Linked DNA regions of Sus scrofa: region 1 is linked to region 2. A link is a contact called in public Hi-C data. All regions are on one chromosome and are shown on one strand. Each heading gives the region's core, a stretch centred on a gene start, on an enhancer-like site or on the middle of the called end of the contact. The rest is flanking DNA. Distances are from core to core; before and after follow the strand shown.

The links. A called contact is a pair of places that touch in the nucleus more often than the background predicts.
Region 1: a Hi-C map of skeletal muscle shows a contact between it and region 2, with 7 times the contacts expected there. The contact joins the promoter of IDH1 here to the promoter of FZD5 in region 2. A contact is called at or near these places in 2 of 5 promoter capture datasets (fetal liver and liver), 11 of 47 Hi-C or Micro-C datasets (alveolar macrophages, embryonic fibroblasts, epiblast stem cells and 5 more) and 2 of 2 datasets of contacts at active chromatin or transcription factors (alveolar macrophages and skeletal muscle).

The regions. Positions count from the first base shown.
Region 1 is chr15:111,359,761-111,367,112 of Sscrofa11.1, reverse strand. IDH1 (isocitrate dehydrogenase [NADP] cytoplasmic) reads left to right here and starts at 4,783. Exons shown (of 10, transcript XM_005672136.3): 1 at 4,783-4,960; 2 at 5,990-6,055.
Region 2 is chr15:110,918,174-110,925,730 of Sscrofa11.1, reverse strand. It overlaps FZD5 (frizzled-5), which reads left to right and starts at 4,869. Exons shown (of 2, transcript XR_002339431.1): 1 at 4,869-5,005. LOC110257173 (a long non-coding RNA gene) reads right to left here and starts at 4,260. Exons shown (of 3, transcript XR_002339433.1): 1 at 3,882-4,260.

The sequences.
Region 1 (7,352 bases), core at 3,534-6,033, 440 kb before region 2:
TGCCAGCCTACGCCAGAGCCACAGCAAAGGGGGATCCGAGCCGCGTCTGCAACCTACACCACAGCTCACGGCAATGCCGGATCCTTAACCCACTGAGCAAGGCCAGGGATCGAACCCTCAAGCAACCTCATGGTTCCCAGTCGGATTCGTTAACCACTGCGCCACGACGGGAACTCCGCCTCCAACAATTCTTGAACATTTCCTTACTTCCTGACTCAGATATACCAGGCTCCTCTTGAACTTTCCTTTTCCCAAAACTTGAACCTGCCAGTTGTCTGAGGAGCCAAGGTTCCCTCTTGTAGGGAACAAAAATGTTTTCAGGGAGCTTCCATCGTGGCACAGCAGAAACGAATCCAACCAGGAACCATGAGGTTGCGGGTTCGATCCCTGGCCTTGCTCAATGGGTTAAGGATATGGCGTTGCTGTGAGCTGTGGTGTAGGTTGCAGACATGGCTTGGGTCTGGAGTTGCTGTGACTCTGATGTAGGCCAGCAGCTGTAACTCAGATTAGACCCTTAGCCTGGGAGCCTCCATATGCCACAGGAGCAGCCCTAAAAAGACCAAAAAAAGACCAAAAAACAAAAAAAAAAAGTTCTCAAAAATCACAAAATTCACTTCTAGCTAGGATATAATGAAATTGGTCACCTCTTACACTGCATGAAAGACAAAAATTCGTATATTCCTGCTAAATAATAATTTGATGGATCTAACTAACACTTTAAAAATATTTATACTCCTCTTTTCAACAATTTTAAATCTAGCAATCTAGCCTAAGGAACTGATTTGCGTATAAAATAAAGTATATCTAAATATCTTTGTCACAGTTATTTGAAACAGTAATAAATAGATTAAAAAAATACATAAGGAGATAAATTTCTAACCAACACAGACAACATGAAAGTAATACAATCAAATGACAGACAATTATGCAGTCATCAGAAATTACTCTGAGACTTTATAAAGCATGCTTCTTCAAATCGAACTTCTTGAAAAAGTTTTCTTTGGCTCTCTTTCCCCAACTCCAGTCACACTAAAATCTACGGTATGGCTTCTATCAGAATCATTCTGATAGAATTATTCTTCTTAAAGTGCATTTATGAGGTCCCCCTACTTGCCAAAATTATTTTCAGGCTTCGTCTTTCTGAACCACTTGCAGTACTTCCTCTCTTTTGGAAACTTTGTCTTCCTTTGGCTCCCATCAGGCTCTGCTGACTCTTCTCCTACGCCACAGAGAGTCCTTCTCATTCTCTTTTGGGGACTCCTTTTCTCCCACCTAGCTCTTAGAGATGTGAAGTGTTCCCCAGAGTTCTTACGGAGGTAGACTTTTCTTCTCATTCTGTAATCCTAGATGATCTCAGACATGCTATAGCTTCCACTACTATCAATACATGCTTTTATTTAGTTTGCCATAAAATGCCACAGCCTGGCTTAAACAACAGAAATGTAGGGGTTCCCTTGTGGCAAAGCAGGTTAAGGCACTGGCGTTGTTACTGCAGTGGCTCAGCTCAGTGGTTGCTGCTGTGGCGTAGGTTCAATCCCTGGCCTGGAAACTTCCAGATACTGTGGGCACAGCCCAAAACAAACAAACAAAGAAAAAAAACAGAAATTTATTTTCTCACAGTTCTGGAGGCTAGAAGTCTGTGAGTGAGATGCCAGTAAGTTAGGGTTCATTTTTTCTTGGGCCTCTCCCCTTGCCTTGCAGGTGGGTACCCTCTCGTTGCCTCTTCCAATGTTTGTCCTTGAATGTACAAATTTCCTCTTTTTATAAGGATACTGATCAGTTTTGATTAAGGTCTGTCTATATGACCTCATTTAACCTTGCTTACCTCTTTCAAGGCCCTATCTTCAAATATGGTGATATTCTGAGGTATCAAGGATTTGAGTTTCAACGGGTGAATTTGGGGGAGGGGGCACAATAACTATAACAACGCTGAAGATTCTGACTTCTCTCTCCAGCCCAGACACCCATCCTGAACTTTAGACAGATGTGGTGAACTGCCTCCTGGACTTTTCTATCTTTTTTTTTTTTTTTTTGCTGTTTCTTTGGGCCGCTCCTGCGGCATATGGAGGTTCCCAGGCTAGGGGTCTAATCAGAGCCATAGCCACCAGCCTACGCCAGAGACACAGCAACGCAGGATCCCACCCGCATCTGCAACACCGGATCATTAACCCACTGAGCAAGGGCAGGGACCGAACCCGCAACCTCATGGTTCCTAGTCGGATTCTTTAACCACTGCGCCACGACAGGAACTCCTGGACTTTTCTATCTTGCACAGACATCCCAAACTTCACAAACCATAAAATTAACTCATTATCTCAGCCACCAGATCCGTGACTCTATCTAAACGCTTTCTTTGTTGATGGGCACCCCCAGATCCCAATCCCAGAAATCACTTCGTTATTCTCTCTCCCATCATCTTCTTTGCCAATGAATTTCAATGAATTGAATTTCCATGAAGTAGAAAGAACTGTTCATTCTACTTCATTTTTTTTTAGATCATCCAAATGAAAGTACAAATACCTTAGAGTATTCATAGGAGTCTCCTGTTATCTGGATGAGTGTCTCATAACCAAATATTGACAGACATTTCATGGCCCACGTTTCTATTTGTGTTTACAGCAATATTTGGGATCTGATAATATCAAAATATTCAGATTTTTTTGTTGGCCAAATGAAAGACAAATGACGTCAAGGCACACCATATTAACCAAAGAGAGAAAACCCATGTTCTAAATGAATCATTACATGACATCCAGTAAAAGAACCAAGCTAAATTCAAAAGTATCAGAATGGAAGCAGTTAGTTTCATATTTGCCTTGCAAGCAGTAATTTAATTTCAGCCAAACTCATTTGTTACATTTAATTAATGTTCTTAATGGTGATATATTTTTTATAGTTTTGCCTCTAAGTCATTTTGTCTACAAATTAGTTATTTTATGGTTGTTTAAGAGCTATCAGCACAGGGAACATATATCTCTATATATTACTATAAGGCAATTCATGGGATCTACAAAAATTTTTTTAAAGGAGTTCCCTTGGGGTGCAGTGAGTTAAGGATCTGGGGTTGTCACTACAGAGGCTCAGGTCACTGCTGTGGCGGGGGTTTAATCTGTTGTCTGGGAATTTTTACATGCCGCAGACATAGCCAAAAAAAAAAAAAGAAGAAAAAGAAAACTATTTTGTATAATACTGGCTCAGGGAACACTGTTTTAGATGCTGAGAGCCCCTTACGTGTTACCTTTCCTCCCATACTGCCAGATTTGTAGCCCCTTTTTGGCAGTGTCTACTATTTAATGGAATACATTTTGTGATTAAACTAACTTTGGTTCTGTATAATTGCCTGAATTTATTCTCCCTGTTCCTCATTCTCCTCAGTTATATTCGATGTCTTTGGTCGTGCTATGTATCTTGAAGGCTACCCTAAATCCTTTCTGGAACAAGAATGAATAGAAATAATTTTAGTAGTCGCCAGGCGGTAATAAACAACGTGAACCTGATAGAATATGGAGTAAATTTGTAAGCTCAGGTGATTTGCGGGTCTCAGGTTTGAGATGAAAATACAAGACCATATATCTCTATCATCAATTCTACGGAAATAAATAGAGGTGACTGCTACTCTCAGTTAATCCAACTCAAAAATCAATAAGCGCGAGGCGGTGTAGTCTTTCCTTCGTCCTTTTCTCCTGGGAAAAATACCAGCGCCCTCTAGAGTCCAAAATGCACCCGTAGTGTCCATAATCTTCAGAGAGTTGAAGGAATAATCCGATATGAGAGATAATTTTTTTTTGTCTTTTGTTGTTGTTGTTGTTGCTATTTCTTGGGCCGCTCCCGCGGCAAGAGATAATTTTTAAAAGTTAATTTGGAGGCATGGAATCCTGGGCCAAGCGCGTGATTATCCTACAAATCACAGTCTAAAACACCCCCCCCCCCGCCTTCAATGTTTTCAAGGATAAGGAATACATAAAAAAAACAAAGGACAGATTTTTTTTTTTTTTTCTTTTGGCCTCACCCGGGGCAGGTGGAAGTTCCCGGGCCAGGGGTCGAACCCGGGCCACAGCAGTGACTACGCTGGATCTTTAACCCGCTAGGAAGCTCCAGATTTTTTTTTAAATCCACTGTTTTCTAAGGCTTCTCATCTTTAGTTGAGCTTCACTGGAACTCAGATAACAATCTCACTATCTTTTAATGCAAAAGACGACCGCGTTTATTTATAGTACGCAGCAGTAACTGAAATTGTAAATACAGAAGCTCCAAAGAACTTGTCGCAGGCGGTCGCGGAAATACAAGCCGACGGCAGTGCATCTGCTCGTGCCGTTCAATCTTTTGTATTCTAGCTTCCCCTAAAGCGACCCCCGCTCGCCCAGGGCTCGCTTCCGGCAGTCCCAGACTCGGTCCAGCCTATGGCACATCCGGCGAGCGGCGGGAAGGGGACGTGTCCGGACCGCTTTGTCCCCTGTTTGCCTTTATCGCAGGCCTGCAGGCTGCGGAGCCCTACGTTCTTACAAAGACCGGGACGCTCCTTTGGGGTGTAGGACTCAGAATACCAGCCGCGGCGCGCCCTGCTCCCTAGCCTGCAGGTGGCATTGTCCTCCTTCCGCAGTAGGGAAGCAGGGGCCAAATACCGCAGCACCACTGCCCTTTCCCCCACTGCGAGCGTAGGGAAGCCTCCCCCACCCACTTCGCCCAAGGTTCCGGAACCCGCCCCTGATCCCAGGCCCCGCCTATCTCAGGAGGTCGGCGTTCGGCGATTGGTGGCGTGGCAGGGGCGGGTCTCCGGGAGGTGGACTGAGGGGGCCGGACCGGGACAAAAGCCGGGAAGAGGCAAAAGCCCTGCCTCCTCAGACCCGTTCTGTTTCTGCGTTGGCTGTTAAGAAGCCGAAACAGCTGGGGCCCAGCTGGGGTTAAGCCAGTGAGTGGCTGTGGCCGTTCCGGGTCATCGCCAGGGTACATTCCCCTGCAGGTAACCGCAAGTTTTTCGAGGTCGAGGTCGGGGGACGGGACGAGGGGTCGGGGGGCGGCCCCTGGCTTTCGCCGGGAGGCTCTGAGTCTGTCAATGGCTGGAGTGGTTTAAAAAAATAAATTAAAAAAAGGAAGCTCAGATCTTGCGTATGGTGGGGGAAACTTAGGCAGTCCTGGTTGCAAGACAGCTGGTGAGGAATCCAAGTATTGGGCATGGGAAAAGAAAATAGGAAGGAAGAAGGTGCTGGATGCCTGGACGTGCAAAAGGCCAGCTCCTGGGCGTGGGAGCGTGACACTGGGCGGCTGGAGGTGGCATGCAGTGACAATTGGAGGGCCAGGTCTGCAAGAGAAAGGAAAACCGGGCTGGGGGAGGATGCAGGGATGCGTGGAAGACGAACTCTTGGGTTCAGGGGGAAGAAAACGTGCGGCCTCGAACGCTGGAGGACTTGGGCGTGTGCCTCGAACTCGAGCTGGCTGGCTGCGTCCGTTTGGGTTGCTTGAAGAAGGGAGGCGAGGGGCGTTCCCTAGGCCACCTGGTGGTGGGCGGGAGCGCAGTTGTGGGTGGAGACCGCGCCGCCGCCGGCTTCTCCAGGTCAGGGCCAGACGACCCCCAGCTCGCTCTCTGCACCCGAGATTTATAGGTCCCGGCACCTTCCGGAGCGGGCGTGAAGACCTGGAAGGAGGAACCGAACCAGCTTCAGTTGCAGCCCTCTTGCACAACGCCCACAAGGACGCATGCACGCCGGGAACCTGCTGGTTACGGCGTCCCCTTAGGACATCCAAACTGCAAGGCTAGCTAACCCAACAGCGAACCCAGGACGCACCCCTCAGTGTGTGCCGGCAGAGCTATCTCCTTTATCTGGAAGCTGCCTGCGGACCTAAAACTGCCCTTTGCCCCTCTGGGTACACTCAGCACTGTACTTTTAAACCAGATAAACCGGGCTGCTCAGGCCAGTATAAAAAGCAACTAAATTCTCCTGACACGACTATTTTGTAAATTACCTTTCTCTTCCCTTTTGTTTTGTTTTAGGAGATAAACTGCACTCAGCTGAGTGTGCAAGATTGGGAAGAATTGGGGTGATAAGAAGTTGTAAAGGTAAGACAGCACTTTCTCCCCTTCATGTCGGCAGTACTGCGTTTCATCGCTCTTGGAAGTCCTGGAGGTGGTCGGAGGCACTGCAAAGGGCCTGAAGCAGGGATCGTTCCAACAATAAATTGCAAATGCTTCCTTGTTTCTTTCAGTCTAGAGGCTTCTCTGCAAGACAGTGATTTTTTTTTTTTTTTTTACCCAGAAATTAATGTAGTTCGTTAACTCAGCCGACAAAACAAAACAGTGGCTAAAAGTTTGGGATCGATGACAATAAAGTCAAAGAGGGTGAGCGGCTCTTTTTTTCTTAAACTGCTCTGTATTAGTCCAGGGTTTATTTTCTAGCATTGCACAAGTATGTCAGGAGATTGGAATCCAGCTGCATTCAGAATAAGTGAACTAGCCTGTTGGCAAAGGCCTTCCTTCTGAAGTCAAGGTTTGGATGGAGACAGAAAATCTGAGGGTCTAGGGTAGAAAGTCAATTCAGTGGAGTCTATAGCCCACTCCATGGGATTCAAATCTGGAAGAAGTAAAATAGTGTTCTACATTATAGTAAGTGAGAGTTTATAATAAGGCTTTGTTTTTGTTTTTGTTTTTTGTTTTTTGTTTTTAGTTGAAAGATGGTAAAAATGTAATGGATAAGTCATTGAAGGAAACCTGCAAGTTTTGATTATGCATTATGAAGTATAGAAAGATTACTGCAGAAAGTGTTTGCTTCAAGTAAAAAATATCACTCAGGATTAAAATTTCATGCATGATATATGACCTTCTATTAACTGTATTTGCCATGAAAGAAAATTAACCAAGTTATAACTCTTGCATAAAACTGTGTGGGAATATGGCCTTGGAAATGTATCAAAACTAAGATAAGTTGCTGCCTTTTTGTTTTGTTTTGTTTTGTTTAGCTGTGACAGTGGGATCAGCACAACCAAATCATATACTTTAAGATGCACTTGAAATTATAAACAAGTAACTGATGCATTCACACCAGTTTTGTTCACTTTTCTAAATTCCAGATGGTCTACTAATCATTATGTTTTAAAATTTTCTTTTTTCTGGAGTTCCCGTCGTGGCTCAGTGGTTAACGAGTCCAACTAGGAACCATGAGGTTGCAGGTTCAATCTCTGGCCTTGCTCAGTGGGTTAAGGATCCGGCGTTGCTGTGAGTTGTGGTGTAGGCTGCAGACGTGGCTTGGATCCGGTGTTCCTGTGGCTCTGGCGTAGGCTGGCAGCTACAGCTCCGATTAGACCCCTAGTCTGGGAACCTCCTGTATGCCGAGGGATCGGCTTTAGAAAAGGCAAAAGAT
Region 2 (7,557 bases), core at 3,620-6,119:
TCAGTGGGTTAAGGATCTGGCATTGCCATGAGCTGCAGTGTGGGTTGCAGACACAGCTCAGACCCTGCATTGCTGTGGCGGTGGCGTAGGCTGGCCGCTGTGGCTCTGATTTGACCCTAGCCTGGGAACTTCCATATGCTGCAGGTGTGGCCCGAAAAACACATACACACACACACACACACGCAAAAATGGCTTAAAGACTTAAACGTAAGACAAGACACCATAAAACTCCTAGTAGAGAATACAGGCAAAACATTCCCTGACATTAACTGTACAAATGTTTTCTTAGATCAGCCTATCAAAGCAACAAAATAAAAACGAAAATAAACCAGTGGGACCTAATCAAACTTCCAAGCTTTTGCATAGCAAAGAAAACCATAAAAAAAAAAAAAAAAAAGACAACCTACAGAATGGGAGAAAATAGTTTCAAAGGATGCAACTAACCAGGGCTTAATCTCCAAAACAGGCAAACAACTCAAAAAACTCAACAGCAAAAAAACAAAACAAAACAAAATCAAACAAACAAAAAAACCCAATTGAAAAATGGGCAGAAGATGTGAATAGACATTTCTCCAAAGAAGACATATAGATGACCAACAGGCACATGAAAAATGCTCAACATCACTAATTATTAGAGAAATGTCAACCAAAACTACAATGAGGTACCACTTCACACCAGTCAGAATGGCCATGATTAGTAAATCTACAAATAATAAATGCTGGAGAGGGTGTGGAGAAAAGGGAATCCTCCTAAGCTGCTGGTGGGAATGTAAAGTGGTACAACCACTATGGAAAACAGTATAGAGGTACCTCAAAAACCTAAACATAGAACTACCATATGATCCAGCAATCCCACTTCTGGGCATATATCTGGACAAATCTTTCATTGAAAAAATACAGAAGTTCCCGTCGTGGCTCAGTGGTTAATGAATCCGACTAGGAACCATGAGGTTGTGGTTTCGATCCCTGGGCTTGATCTGGCGTTGCTGTGAGCTGTGGTGTAGGTCACAGCCATGGCTCAGATCCTGTGTTGCTGTGGCTCTGGTGTAGGCCTGTGGCTACAGCTCCAATTAGACCCCTAGCCTGGGAACCTCCATATGCTGCAGGAGCAGCCCAAGAAAGGGCAAAAAGAAGAAAGAAAGAAAGAAAGAAAGAAAGAAAGAAAGAAAGAAAGAAAGAAAGAAAGAAAGAAAGAAAGAAAGAGAGAAAGAAAGAGAGAAAGCAAGCAAGCAAGCAAGAAAGGAAGAAAGCAAGAAAGCAAGAAAGCAAGAAAAGAAGGAAGGAAGGAAGGAAAGAAAGAAGGAAGGAAAGAAAGAAAGAAAGAAGGAAAGAAGGAAAGAAGGAAGGAAGGAAGGCAGGAAAGAAAGAAAGAAAGAAAGAAAAAGATACATGCACCCCTGTGTTCACTGCAGCACTATTCACAATAGCCAGGACATGGACCTGAAAAAACCTAAATGTCTGTCGACAGATAAATGGATTAAGATGTGGTGTATCTGCACAATGGAATATGACTCAGCCATAAAAAAGAACAAAATAATGCCATTTGCAGCAACGTGTATGGAACTAGAGACTCTCAGACTAAGTGAAGTTAAGTCAGAAAGAGAAAGACAAATACCATACGATATTACTTATATCTGGAATCTAATATATGGCACAAATGAACCTATCTCCAGAAAAGAAACAAACTCTTAGCCATGGAGAACTGACTTGTGGTTCCCAAGGGGGAGGAGGAGGGAGTGGGATGGACTGTAATTTGGGGTTAGTAGATGCAAACTATTGCATTTGGAGTGGGTAAGCAAGGAAGTCCTGCTGTATAGCACAGATAACTATAATCACTTGTGATGGAATGTGATGGAGGATAATGTGAGAAAAAGAACGTATGTATACGTATAACTGAGTCACTTTGCCGTACAGCAGAAATTGACAGCATTGTAAATCAACTATAATAAAAAAAAATTTTTTAATGTGTCTTTAAAAATAATTCAGTGTTTTCCAGTTTGTTAAACAATAAGTATGACTCAGGAGAAAATTTTGATTTCCATCCTTTCCATGGACTAAATGTGTAACTTCAAGCAAGTCATTATGGTGCCAGTTCCATCTGATTGTTGTGAGGAGTAAATGAGCTAACTCAAATGAATTATTTAGCACCCCGCCTAATACATGTTCAACAGCATATTTTAAACTGCCTTTAAAGTGAAGTAATAGATGTAAAAAAGCAAAAGTCCAAGTGATACAAAAAGCTATACAATGCAAAATAAATTTCTTTTGGCAACATCTTCCCTCTGTTATTACTCCTATTATTAGAGATGTCCAAGCAAAAATAACACTTCCCTGTTGATTATAAAGAGAGAGGTTTTTCAGACGAGGAGATAACATCCTTTGAGTCAGAACCAAGTGAAATAACACAAGTATTCTGGCTAAATGCCAGCATGAGTGATTAACATTCTCCAACTTCAAATAATTTTTATTATTAGCCAACACTTGTCCATCCCCAATAATACACACGTTGCATAAAGACCACAGAATGAGGCAGCCTCTCTTGGCATGTTCACAATCTGTGCATACTTTCCACTGAGGGTTTCCCTTTCTTTTTGATTGCTATTCCATAGCTTTTCAACTCCCACTACTTTCAACTCTGGGTTGTTTGCTGACACTAAGTGCCAAGTAGTTCCAAAAAACAAACAAACAAACAAAAATATGGGAGCACCTGTAGAATTTCAGGAAATGAAAGAGGTAAGGTACATTCTAAACATGTTTATTAAGAGTTTTGTTGTTTGTGAAGCAACTGATATTTCTTTCTTTTAACTCTGAGGCTGGGATTGATACACATATTCTGCATTATTTTTCACAAAGCAGGAGAGAGGGGACCATTCTGAAACAGTCTCTCAGTCTGTGTAGATGGGACCAGGACACAAGAACGACAATCGGCGCGGTCTATCTCAACCCTTTTTTAGTCCAGTCCTGAGTCCTTCAAGAACTCAGGCCCTCTGGCCTTTTTTCCGCCTTCTTCCCAGTCGAAGGAAGGGGTGGGGGAGCGGGAAACAATTCAAACTCTCTTTGTAAGCGTGTGAATGAATTTCAAGAATGCTAAACACCTCAGTCTTCCAACCTAATTAGAACATGTAGAAAAGAGGCATTTTTAGGACATTAAAAACTTGCAGCATAATAACCCATCTGAAGAGCGCCACTGTGCGTCCCAGCGGTCGGGGCGCCCAGCAGGTCTTCCCGCGGGCTCTGGCTGTTCTGTGAGCCCCGGATCCCCGGCGGCGCGCTAGTGCGTGGCTAAGCAGCGGGCAGCCCCGGGGGGGCCGGCGCCTAGCCCATCACAGAGCCTGGAGCCAGTGTTGCTTCTCTCTGCGGGCGACTTGGGAACTGCCTGGACTTTTTAACCCGATAAACTGATAAAGGACTAACCTGTCTCGAGTCTTCCTAAGAGAAAGAAAATCACTTTCCTGTCGCAACAGTAAGATTTTGTTACGAAATGCAAAAGTAAAGGTTAAAGCCTGGGAGCTAACCAGTAGCATAATGGCGGGGGTGGGGTGGGGGGAGAGTGGTGGCTGTTAAAACTGTGGATGCAGCAGCCCAAATATCTCGGTTCAAATCCCAGGTTTGCCATTTGAGCGCCTACTCTATGCCAGGCGCTCAGAATACCGAGCTTCCCAAGATTGTCTAGGTTGTGGCTTTCCTGGGGGTTGCTATTATTAGCTTGGTTGCCTTGGTCAAGTTTCTAAACCTCTTGTTTGTTCACCTGTAAGGAGTGCCTGCCTCATAGAATTGTTGTAAGGATCTGAGACACCCTGTATTAAGATATGAACGATTAACACGCTGTCCGACACACAATAGGGGCTCAGGAAGCGTTTGTTCTCTCAACTTAAGCTCACCTGGTATGAGGACAACGCAGAGAGGAGACAGGTGCCACAGTTAAAAGTGATTCTTTGAGCAGTTCTTTTAAACAAGCGCTGGACTCTAAGGATGCTTAGCTGGAGAGAGGAGACCTGGTAGGGGCCCTGGAAGCAAGGGTTCGTAAGCTAGACCATTACAGAAAAGTGGACAAGGCACGGGTGGGCGCCACTAGAGAACTCGGGAGGGACTTCGAGCTAGGGTTTCCCGCCCCGGGTCTCAAGAAGGCGAAATTAGCATTTGCCCCGCCCCCACTGCTTCCCGGCCCGCGATTGGCCCGCACTCCTCAGCGGCCCGCTCGGGGAGGGGGCAGGAGGGCGCCCGAAGAGAGGCCGATCCCGCGGGGCAGTGGGCGGGGACGCGCGGAGAGCGTGGCGGGGCGGCCCACCAACCGAGCTCCAGCTCAAAGGGGCGGGGTCGGGGCGGAGCCTCCTGGCGGGCATTAGAAGCAGGTGACCCGGGCGGGGCGCAAGAGGCCAGTCCAGCCTGCGGCCGCAAGTGCACTACAGCCGTCGTCGCCGCCGCGCGCCGTTGAGTACCCGCCAGAGGTGGGCGAAAGGGTGCTAGAGCGCGGAGGAGGAGCCGAGTCCCGCACGTCCCGGGAGCGCCGCCACCGCCCCCAGGAATCAGCTGGAGCGCGGAGCCCCCTGCAGGGGAGGAGGCGAGCGGCGGGCGGGACGCGGCGGCGGGCGCGCACCATGCAGTCCTGGCGGAGCCAACACCAGCTGCTGGCGGTACTGTGAGGCCGCGGAAGCCCCCGGTCGCCGCACACCGCCTTCCTTTTGCCCAGGTGCTGCCAGGCGCGCTCGCCCTTGGTGGACCCTGGTGGAAGGCACGGCCGACCCCAGCCCTGTCCCGCTCGGATCATGCAGGGGGCCCCGGAGAAGGAGAGGGCGAGTGACCGGTCTGTGGCGACCTCGTTCAGCGGGCGACCGCCTCTCTAAGACACCCCCACCTGCTGCCATGTGCTGCCTCGGGTACCCAGCTTATCGCCAAACTTTCTCGATGCCAGCTCGGTTCAAAGTCGCGTTTCTGAGCTAAGAGCCCCAGGGACGGAGGATTCAGGCTGGCGACTGACTATCTGCTTCTCACGGGATCCTTCGAGGTGAGAGTACGCGCCTTCTCCTCCTCCCAGTTGTTTTCCCTGCCCTTCTGCCCTTTTCCAGAGGGCTGAGCGCTCTGACCTCGGGGTACAGCGTGGAAGGCCGGGCGGAAAGGGAGGCGGGATGAGAGGCGGGGAGTCTGTAGTTTGGTTTCTGGAGGTGGAGGGAAGGGAAGGGAAAGAGGTTAACTTAGAGATCTGGAGACTGCTCGCGAGGACTAAGCCATTGACGCCCCTCTCCTTGGCAGTGGCAGCAATCTTTCTTCTCCCCCACCTTCTTTTTTAAAGAGTACTTTCCCTGGAATCGGAGCCTTAACTGTCCCTCCTCAGCCCTATCCAGCGAAGAGCTGAGCTCTCCCTGCGGAGGCAGCGCCCTCCCGGAACAGTTTATCTTTGGACGGATTTCTTTAAAAGAAAGAGAAACCAACAGGTTGCCAGCCCCGGCGCCACACAAGTCTGCAGAGAGGGAAGCACGGTCCTGGTTTCCCCTGCCTGAGCTGGCCCCGCTTGGGCTGCGGGAGGAGAGGGGAGGGAGGGGGCTATGGCTCGGCCTGACCCGTCCGCGCCGCCTTCGCTGCTGCTGCTGCTCTTGGCGCAGCTGGCGGGCCGGGCGACGGCCGCTTCCAAGGCGCCGGTGTGCCAGGAAATCACAGTGCCTATGTGCCGCGGCATCGGCTACAACCTGACGCACATGCCCAACCAGTTCAACCACGACACGCAGGACGAGGCGGGCCTCGAGGTGCACCAGTTCTGGCCGTTGGTGGAGATCCACTGCTCGCCGGACCTGCGCTTCTTCCTGTGCTCCATGTACACGCCCATCTGCCTGCCCGACTACCACAAGCCGCTGCCGCCGTGCCGCTCGGTGTGCGAGCGCGCCAAGGCCGGCTGCTCGCCGCTCATGCGCCAGTACGGCTTTGCCTGGCCGGAACGCATGAGCTGCGACCGCCTCCCGGTGCTGGGCCGCGACGCCGAGGTCCTGTGCATGGATTACAACCGCAGCGAGGCCACCACGGCGCCCCCCAGGCCCTTCCCGGCCAAGCCCACCCTCTCAGGCCCTCCGGGGGCGCCGGCCTCAGGGAGCGACTGCGTCGCCGGGGGCCCGTCGGTGTGCAAGTGCCGCGAGCCCTTCGTGCCCATTCTGAAGGAGTCGCACCCCCTTTACAACAAAGTGCGGACGGGCCAGGTACCCAACTGCGCGGTACCCTGCTACCAGCCGTCCTTTAGCCCGGACGAGCGCACGTTCGCCACCTTCTGGATCGGCCTGTGGTCTGTGCTGTGCTTCATCTCCACTTCCACCACGGTGGCCACCTTCTTAATAGACATGGAACGCTTCCGCTACCCTGAGCGCCCCATCATCTTTCTGTCAGCCTGCTACCTGTGCGTGTCGCTGGGCTTCCTGGTGCGCCTAGTCGTGGGCCATGCCAGCGTCGCCTGCAGCCGTGAGCACAGCCACATCCACTACGAGACAACGGGCCCTGCGCTGTGCACTGTCGTCTTCCTGCTAGTCTACTTCTTCGGCATGGCCAGCTCCATCTGGTGGGTCATCCTGTCGCTCACCTGGTTCTTGGCAGCTGGCATGAAGTGGGGCAATGAGGCCATCGCGGGCTATGCACAGTACTTCCACCTGGCTGCTTGGCTCATCCCCAGTGTCAAGTCCATCACTGCGCTGGCCCTGAGCTCGGTGGATGGGGACCCGGTGGCCGGTATCTGCTACGTGGGGAACCAGAACCTGAACTCGCTGCGTGGCTTCGTGCTGGGCCCGCTGGTGCTCTACCTGCTGGTGGGCACGCTCTTCCTCCTGGCAGGCTTCGTGTCGCTCTTCCGCATCCGCAGCGTCATCAAGCAGGGCGGCACCAAGACGGACAAGCTGGAAAAGCTCATGATCCGCATCGGCATCTTCACGCTGCTCTACACGGTGCCTGCCAGCATCGTGGTGGCCTGCTACCTGTACGAACAGCACTATCGCGAGAGTTGGGAGGCTGCGCTCACCTGCGCGTGCCCAGGCCCCGACGCCGGGCAGCCACGTGCCAAGCCTGAGTACTGGGTGCTCATGCTCAAATACTTCATGTGCCTGGTGGTGGGCATCACGTCAGGCGTCTGGATTTGGTCTGGCAAGACTGTGGAGTCGTGGCGGCGCTTCACCAGCCGCTGCTGCTGCCGCCCGCGGCGGGGCCACAAGAGCGGCGGGGCCACGGCCACCGGGGACTACGCCGAGGCCAGCGCAGCGCTCACAGGCAGGACCGGGCCACCCGGCCCTGCCGCCGCCACCTATCACAAGCAGGTGTCCCTGTCTCACGTGTAGGAGGAGGCTGAGGGACCGGGACCGAGATCGAGGCCGGCCGGGAGCCGAGGGAGGGAGGTTGTTTTGTTTGGTAGCTTTGCCAAGGTCACTTCCATTTACCTTCCTGGTGCTGATGCCCCCTCCTGGGGCAACCTGGAGAGAGGGGAAAGGGGCTGTTTCAAGGGGAGTACCTGTCCCAGGGCTTCTCCAAGGGGCTCAGCTCACCTGCCTTTTCAAGGGGAACCCTATTTTTAATTTATATGTAGTTTTCTTA